3 separate regions of the Mus musculus genome follow, and all the other regions are linked to region 2. Evidence: chromatin contacts called from public HiChIP or PLAC-seq data. All regions are on one chromosome and are shown on one strand. Each heading gives the region's core, a stretch centred on a gene start, on an enhancer-like site or on the middle of the called end of the contact. The rest is flanking DNA. Distances are from core to core; before and after follow the strand shown. Region 1 overlaps Sbno2 (strawberry notch 2). Region 2 holds the start of 2310011J03Rik (RIKEN cDNA 2310011J03 gene). Region 3 has its middle 14 kb from the start of Gm40716.

Region 1 (2,700 bases), core at 79-2,578, 230 kb before region 2:
TCCGCGACCCTCGGGTGGCGGCTATCTGGACTGCTTACTCTGTGGTGCTGGCAGCGGCAGTTGTAATGTCATATCCTGTGGTGGGAGAGGAAGCCATCATGAAAGGACTGTGCAGGTTCCCCAACTCCCGGCAAGCCTATCTGGAAAGTGTGGCTCCTGCCCCACTGTGACCATAAGCACTGGTCAATAGCATGGCCGCTGCCCATTGGATCAAGCTGCTGAAGTAGCACAGGCTGAGGCTGGCACTGTGACCCGGTAGGGAGGGTCAGGCAGGACCTCTGAAGACACTGCAGACACCGAGAGCATATCAGGAAACCTAAATACCTCAGAAGAACCCCAGAAGTTCCCTCTGAGCCAGACCCTGGAGAGCCTGCCCAGGGTGTCCCTGGCTGCAGGGTGGTGAACCCTAAGCCCAACATGGTCAGACACAGGACAACTATGCCCTGCCCCAGGTCTGTGACACAGACTGGAGCACATCAAGGTCTCCAAGCTCCCTCCATGCCCCCCAGCCTAGAACAGAGTCCCAGACCATCCAGGAAGGTGGTGGAACTCAGGCGGGCAACACAAGGTTAATCACCAGAGACAGGAAGGGGAGATGGACGCCGCCCAGCCAAGCCCTGGAGCAGAGCAGGGGCCTTCCAGTAACTGCCCACAGCCCAGGCCACAAGCAGCAGGCAGTGGCTTGTGTAATCCAACCAGGGGAAGCCAGCCTGCCTGCCTGGGGATGCTGGCAGGAGGGAGGGAAAAGGGCCCAGTGGGCAGAGGCAAGACTGCCAGCAAGGCCAGAAGTCATGTTCTGCACCAGTCCCAGCTCTGAAGGCCAGCTGCCCAGCAAGCCCAGACCTGGGAGTCTGGTCACAACTAGATGCACTCACAGAGGCTCATGGTGGATGGATACTGTGTGATCTGGGGGACTGGTCGACCTCATATTTTGGGGTGAACTGGGGATGTGGCTCAGTGATGAATGTTCGCCTAGGAGGTGGCCTTGAGTTCTGTCAGCCTGTCATCATAGCACTTGGGAAACTGAGGCAGCAAGGTAACAAGTTCAAGACCAGCCTGGGCTATAGAGTGTGACTGCCTCAAAAAATAAACCGAAGCTGTGGGGCCATGGCATGGGTATTCGCCAGGCACAGAGGAAGCCTTGGGTCTGACCCCAGCACCCCATAAACAAGCTGTAGTACTACACACGCCATCCCGGTACTAGGGAGGTGGGGCAGGGAAATGGGGAGGTCAAGACCATCCTGGGCTACATAGGAAGTTAGAAGCCGGCCTGAGCTACACGACGCCATGTCCCGCAAATAAAAAAAGGAACTGGAGAAATGGTGTACTAGGTTGGAATGCTCACTGCGCAGACTCAGATCTCCAGCACCTGCCAGGCATGACCACACTTACTTCTAGCCCCAGCAGTGACTGCAATACACTACCAGATTCAGTGAGAGACAGACAGTGAGACACGAAGGTGTTGTACACACCTGTCATCCCAGCACTAGGCAGGCTGACACAGGATGGTCAGGAGTCTGAGGTCACCCTCAACAACACAGCAAGCTCAAGGATTAGCCTGTCTACATTAAACCATATTTTAAGTACTTACTTTAACTATATATATATGTATGAGCATTGCCTGTACCTGTCTGTGCACCGTGTATATGCCTGGTCCCTGCAGAAGCCAGAGAGGGCACTGGGTCCCCTAGAACTGGAGTTACAGATGGTTGTGAGCTGTCATGTAGGTACAGGGAATTAAACTTGGGTTCTCTGCAAAAGCAGACAGTGCTCCTAATCACTGGGCTGTATCTCCGGCCTGAGAGACTATTTTGTTTTATTCTGTTTTGTTTGGTTTGGTTTGGTTTGGTCTCTCTGAGTAGCCCTGGTTGTCCTGGAACGATCTCTGTAGGCCAAGCTAGCCCAGAACTCAGAACTCCACCTGCCTCTGACTCCCGAGCGCTGAGATTAAAGATGTGCATTACCACCACCTTGTTTTGTTTTTAAGCAAAGGAATAAGGCAGAGAGTGATAAAGTCCTCAGGCCTCTGGGTATGTACCCAAACTAGCATGTATGTACACATGCCACACACACACACGCGCACGCACGCACGCACGCACGCGCACACACACACACACACACGCACGCACACACACACACACACACACACACGCACACACGCCACACACACACACACACACATACACACACACACACACACACACACACGCCACACACACACACACACACACACACGCCACACACACACACACACACACACGCCACACACACACACGCGCACACACACACGCCACACACACACACACACACACCACACACACACACCACACACACACGCCCCCCCCACACACACACACGCCACACACACACACACACGCGCGCACACACGCGCACACACGCACACACACACACGCACACGCACACACACACACACGCACACACACACACACACAGGCACACACACACACATACACACACACACACACACACACACACACACGGTGGGAGGAAGGGAGAGAGAGGAGAGAGGACACAGAAAGAGGGAGGGAGGGGAGAGGGAGGAGACTGGGGGAGAGAAAGAGATTGATTGATTGATTGATTGATTGATTGACTGATGACTGATTGAGGGGCATAGCGGGCCAGCCCTGGCTCCATGTTGGCAGCTGACAGGCTGCAGGGGCTGAAAGGCTCAGACATTCC
Region 2 (2,700 bases), core at 97-2,596:
GGATGGAAGAGGGAACAAAGCTGCTAGCTGGCAAGGTGGGCCACTGGGTCTCCCCGGGCCAGGGTTGGGACAGCAAATGTTGACCCAGAGCCTCTGGTTGCTAGGTGCCCAGGCCTGGACCAAGGACATCAGGTGTAACTTCGGCTCTAGGAGGTGGCTGAAGTCACCTGGCTGATATCCTGTTCCAGCCGCTGACCAGCTTGCCGAAGGCCATCGAACTTCTGTCTCAGAGCTTCCCCCGCCTGCCGCAGCCTCTCATTCATAGCCACGTAGGCCCGGCTCTGTTGGTAGATCTGCTCCTGCTGGATCTCAGAGTCCTCAGCCCTTGGGGATGGGTCTGGGGGGTCTGAAGAGAAGAAACAGTGTCACCATCCCCAGGCCTGACATCCACCAACCCAGAGGCAAGAGGATCAGTGGTTCAAGGTCATCCTTGGCTACATGGTGAGTTCGAGGCCAGCCTGGGCTATATAGGCCTATTAGGCACTAGAAAACAAGACTCAGTTTCAGGTTTTGGTGTCATGGAGAGGACAGGACACCTCCAGCCACCCTGGCCTGCCGTTCTACCCAGGACTGCCTGGATTCCTGGATCCTAGGCCAGGAGTCGCAGATATGGCCCCTGCAAGTACTCTGGCCCCCCATTAATTTGTAGGAGCAGCTGGCCACGCCCCTCTGAGACAAGGTCTTGAACTCACAGCAATCCTCTTGCCCTAGACCCGGGTTGGCAGCACTTTCAACTTTTTTTTGTTTTTGTTTTTCGAGACAAGGTTTCTCTGTGTAGCCCTGGCTGTCCTGGAACTCAGTCTGTAGACCAGGCTGGCCTCGAACTCAAAAATCCGCCTGCCTCTGCCTCCCAAGAGTTCGGAGCACTTTCAATTTTATTTCTGATGATCTTTCTTTGCAGGGGAAGAGAAGGGCAGGGACAAAAAAGATTCGTCCCTGCAGTCGGTTTGCTCCCCACTCGGGAGTCTCACGTTCTCCTACCTTCCGGGGCCAGGGCAGTGAAAACAGGATCTTGAGCGGGTGCCCCTCGCACGTCCTCCAGGATCTGCTCCACCGTGGGAGGCGCGGGGCGAGTGGGCAGTACCACGCGTTTCTTCGCCTTGGAGTTCATCTTGTAGGTGGAGCGCGCGCTAACTGGGGGTCCACTTTCGGCTCGGCCCGCCCACCTCGCGAACTCCTACGCACCCCTTACAGACCTGCGCCGAGGTCCCTACCCCGTCTCGCTTTCCCTCCTCCCGGAACCTCGGAGTTTGGCTCGATCTCCGCGCCAGTTTGCTCTTGGAACACCCCGCTGCCTATCTTCGTTCCAAGAACCTAGGCGGCCGCCACCGCTTCCGCTTCCTGCTTGAACGCCACTACGTTCCGGCACTTCCGGTCCACTCCAGCGCCACGCCTCGCGAAACCCCTCCCCCGTCTTAAAGAGCCCTAAGCCTAGATGCTCCTAGTTGCTATCCAGTAAGATCAGAAGGAACTCTGCCCTCCTTCACCGCGTGTGGTGGGAGGAAAGGGGTGAACGTGATTTCGAGAGTAATCAGTGTACAACCATTGCCAGGTACACAGTGGGCGCTCAATAAATGCTGGATGGAACCTAGCCACAGGCTTTGCTTCCTTGTGGTAGACCTTTAACTCAGTACTTTAATCTCAGTACTGTGAGGCAGAGGCAGGCAGACCTCTGTGAGTTCAAGATCATCTTGGTCAATATGGGGAATCCCAGAACAGCCAGGACTACACAGTGAGACCCTGTCTCAAAAGAGCAGTGGGAAAGCCGGGCAGTGGTGGCGCACGCCTTTAATCCCAGCACTCGGGAGGCAGAGGCAGGTAGATTTTTGAGGCCAGCCTGGTCTACAAAGTGAGTTCCAGGACAGCCAGGGCTAAACAGAGAAATCCTGTCTCGAAAAACCAAAAAAAAAAAAAAAAAAAAAAAAAAACCAGTGGGGGATGGGGGAGCGAGCTAGCTTCCTGTTCATGGCTGTATGGTAATTCAGCACTTGGCAGATCTGGGCTCAGAGCAGTCTTCCTCTGTGGGTCCTTATTCCTCCAGGGGCCCACCCTACCCTCAAGGACACCATAAACTCGACATCTTCTGTTTAACTTTTATTTGGCAACTATGAGGTTAGACATGGGGCTATGGATGGCTTGGAGACAGGGAAGGGGCAGATGATTGGTGGCTGTGGTCTGACCTCTTGCCCACTGTACCTGCTCCAAAATGAGTAAGGACACATCTCTTCCACTGGGAGCAGCTGAGGCTGAGCGGTGGGCTGTCACCTGACCCATGCAGCTGCTCTGCCCTGGCCTTCTGGGGCAGGCTTCTCTTCCAGCCTGAGAGCAGGACCTTGGGGTACCGGCCTTCTGTCCTGACAGCCAGGCATCTCTGGCTCTCCAGCCTCCAGGGATCTGTGCATGCATGGTTTTGGGCACTGGGGTATCTAGCCTGGGGCAGGTGGGCCTTCCTCAAGCCGAGGGGCCTCCCAAAGGCCCTGGCCAGCAGAGCCAGCACCATGGCCCAAGACTGGTAGCTGGGGGGCCACCAGAGGTGGCAAGCCTTGGAGGGGCTCTGGAGCTCTCCCAACACAAGGGACAGGGGACAGGCAGTGTAGTCGCTGCTCAGGCTGCTGCAGCAGGTGTAACAGGAGGGTGACAGCTGGCCTGTCCTTCGGTCACTGGCTGCTGTGGGTGGCTGTAGAGCCACCACCACTGCTG
Region 3 (2,700 bases), core at 46-2,545, 140 kb after region 2:
CTATCTCTGAGACTGCCCTGCCTCAGCCTCTGAGTACTGAGATAACAGGGCGCACGGTTGCACCTGGTGCTAATGGTGGGGAAGGGGTTTGTAGTTACTCAGTTCAGAGATCTCATTTACAAAATAATCCAGACGTGCCACGTGGTGTATAGCAGGTTCTCTTCTGAGCTGGGCCCAACAAACAAGCTGACTCAGCATTCTAGACCTGGAGACACCGGTCTCCTTCACTTTTAACCCTTGGACCCTCTTCAGGGACATGGGTCTGTTATACAAAGATGTGGGAAGGCCTGGACTAGGGTCAGTGCAGTCGGTGTATGCCAAACTAGCAGCCTCCTGCCAAGGCACAGGGCATGGGGACTGTCCCCTTTCACATGACTGAACATGAAGCTTGACCAGGGCAAGCTAGGTAGGCTTGGGATCCAGTTCTGTCTGGTTCTGAGGACTGAGCTTGCCCTAGACAGACCCAGGGTAAGTCCCAGGCTTTCAAGTCCCAGGACAAACATATCCCACTGGGAGCTGCATTCCTCTATCCCTACATCCTGTCAGAGTGGAGTCTCTGAGGCTTCTTTTGGGTGATCAGAGAGGTTGGGGTAGAGACTGGGAGCAACCCAGCATGCTGACAGGGCTGTGTTCTCTGAGTGGTGGCAATTCCCAGAGGATCACAGATCACAGAGACAGAAATATCCGCAGGTGGGGAGAACCTGAGGCCAGTGCTGCGTGGCCCGTCCCAGTGGTACTCCACCTCGGCCACAGCAGATCAGTAGCTGGTCAGGCAAATGTGCTGTGGCCAGATCAACTGCAGGCTGCCCACACAGGGTGTCTGGCTTCTGAGAGTTCTGGAAGGTTCTCCCGGCTTCTCCCTCCCTCCCCCCTTCACTGTGTATCTTTCTGGCTCATTTTTTCCCCTCTTTCCTGTCTTTTGTTGTTTTGGTTTGCAGAGGCATGGGCTCACTCTGTAGCCCAGAATGGCCTTGGAACTCACAGCAATTCCCCTGCATTAGCCTTCCAAATACTGAGGTTTCAGGTATTCAGCACTGCTCAGGGACCAGCCGAGTCTGTCTTCTTCCTTGTGCTTCTTGGACCCTGAAGGAGAAGCTGAGATCTCTAGAAAATTCCTCCCGAGGGCTGAGGCTCAGGAGGTGAGGGACCCCCCTGGCAGGCAGGAAGCCCCGAAGCTGAGGGAAATGAAGGCCCCTGTGGTAGGGGTTCTTCCGGGTTCGCATCCATGAAGACCCATCTGTTACCTCATGGTCTTGGCTTCCCGGGAATCCCTGCTCTGTGGTTTTGGCTGCACCAGTCTGTGGTCTGAGGAACCCACAGTGAAGTAGATGGCCATCTAGAGAGACCGGGGCTAACAGGAGACTCTGCCTGGAGCGAGGGGTGAGGCTCTATAGAACTGCTGATAGAACAGTGTGTCCAGGGGGATCCTTTGGACTGAACCCCAATGTATCTCATTGAGCAAAACCCATGAGGCCAGAGAGTCCAGTCAAAGCCCCAAGGGGCACGCTTGCAAGTAAGTGCTGTCTCCGTTTGATTTTATTTTGTGAGAATGTTCATGTGAATGGAAGCCAGAGGTGATGTCATGAGTGTTTCTGTTGCTCCTAGTTTTGAGTTTTTTACTATAAAAATTACATTTATTTATTGTGTTTTGTGTGTGTGTGTGTGTGTGTGTGTGTGTGTGTGTGTGAGAGAGAGAGAGAGAGAGAGAGAGAGATGAAAGGGTAGTTTGCCCATGGTTGGTGCTCTCCTTCAGTCTTGGAGTCTTGGGGATTGAACTCAGGTGGCCAGGATTGGCTGCAAGCCCCTGCTGTGCCCTCTTGCCACCCCTTCCTTGCTTTTGAAGACATAATGCTTCACTGAAGCTGGGGATCCCATGAGGTTGAGCTGTCTGGTGGGTGCTCAGCATGAGGCCTGGAACCCAGGTCTTCACCATGGTGACTGACACCTTGTCTGTCCTTTGAGCCCTCACCCCTCTCAGATACACTCACGCAGCCTCCAGTTTGCCATCCCCCATCACAAGTCACCAGGGCACTTGCTGACAAACCACCCTGAGTACATCTGAAAAATAGATTTGCTTTTATTTTTGATTTTTTAAGGGGTTAGTCACATAGGGCAGTCTGGAACCAACCAGGCTAGACCCCAACTCACAGCCACTGTCCTGCCTCCACCTCCCAAGTGGCTAGAATTACAGGCACGTTGTAGCCCTCCAAGCCCAGATTTTGTTTTTGAGACAGCGCTAACCCTGTAGTTCAGTCTATCCTAGAATACAAGATCTTCCTGCATCAGCCTTCAAATGCTGAGGTGACAGGTGTGTGCTCCACACGTGACTGAAAATGTCTGTTTTAAAGCAACATAGAGCTTGAACTTGCTTGCAGTGAAATATCAGGTTGGATCCTTGGTTCCAAAAAGCAGAGCTCCTACTAGTGGGGTGACAGACTCTGCTGCTCTGTGACAGCCATCACATCGGGGCCCATTTCTGCTTATCACAGGCACTTGGAGCCTCCAGAGCACATGGCAGAGGACCTAGGGTCTCTTCCCATCATCCTCAGTGGAGGTCAGGGGTAAAATAATCTGGGTCGATTGTTTCACAGACATAGACAGAAATATGAGGAAAAGTGGATGGATGGATGGATGGATAGATGGATGGATGGATGGATGGATGGATAGGTGGATAGATGAGTGGGTGGATGGGTAGATGGA

The links. HiChIP or PLAC-seq counts read pairs in DNA pulled down with a chosen protein or histone mark.
Region 1: an H3K4me3 HiChIP or PLAC-seq map of bone marrow-derived macrophages shows a contact between it and region 2, with 4 times the contacts expected there. The contact joins the enhancer-like site here to the promoter of 2310011J03Rik in region 2. A contact is called at or near these places in 1 of 39 promoter capture datasets (pre-B cells), 3 of 115 datasets of contacts at active chromatin or transcription factors (bone marrow-derived macrophages, double positive thymocytes and pancreatic cancer cells) and 2 of 9 other capture datasets (adipose tissue and pancreatic islet).
Region 3: an HNF4G HiChIP or PLAC-seq map of pancreatic cancer cells shows a contact between it and region 2. The contact joins the enhancer-like site here to the promoter of 2310011J03Rik in region 2. A contact is called at or near these places in 5 of 39 promoter capture datasets (the 3T3-L1 cell line, cranial neural crest, hematopoietic stem and progenitor cells and 2 more) and 5 of 115 datasets of contacts at active chromatin or transcription factors (the 230-238 cell line, the SCID.adh cell line, bone marrow-derived macrophages and 2 more).

Annotation. Positions count from the first base shown.
Region 1 is chr10:80,086,358-80,089,057 of GRCm38.p6, forward strand. It overlaps Sbno2 (strawberry notch 2), which reads right to left. Exons shown (of 32, transcript NM_183426.2): 2 at 1-75. Among named protein-coding and RNA genes, the nearest start is that of Sbno2, 15 kb to the right of the region's middle. Within about 2 kb of position 1,329, at least 91 of the 459 cell types and tissues checked have an H3K27ac peak or open chromatin away from gene starts, as enhancers often do. A contact at or near this core is called in adipose tissue and bone marrow-derived macrophages, where this site is marked.
Region 2 is chr10:80,319,202-80,321,901 of GRCm38.p6, forward strand. 2310011J03Rik (RIKEN cDNA 2310011J03 gene) reads right to left here and starts at 1,347. Exons shown (of 2, transcript NM_025521.3): 1 at 982-1,347; 2 at 1-346. The coding sequence starts at 1,111. The coding sequence ends at 147. Pcsk4 (proprotein convertase subtilisin/kexin type 4) reads right to left here. Exons shown (of 15, transcript NM_008793.2): 15 at 2,082-2,700. The coding sequence ends at 2,605.
Region 3 is chr10:80,460,261-80,462,960 of GRCm38.p6, forward strand. No RefSeq gene overlaps it. Among named protein-coding and RNA genes, the nearest start is that of Gm40716, 14 kb to the right of the region's middle. Within about 2 kb of position 1,296, at least 11 of the 459 cell types and tissues checked have an H3K27ac peak or open chromatin away from gene starts, as enhancers often do. A contact at or near this core is called in pancreatic cancer cells, where this site is marked.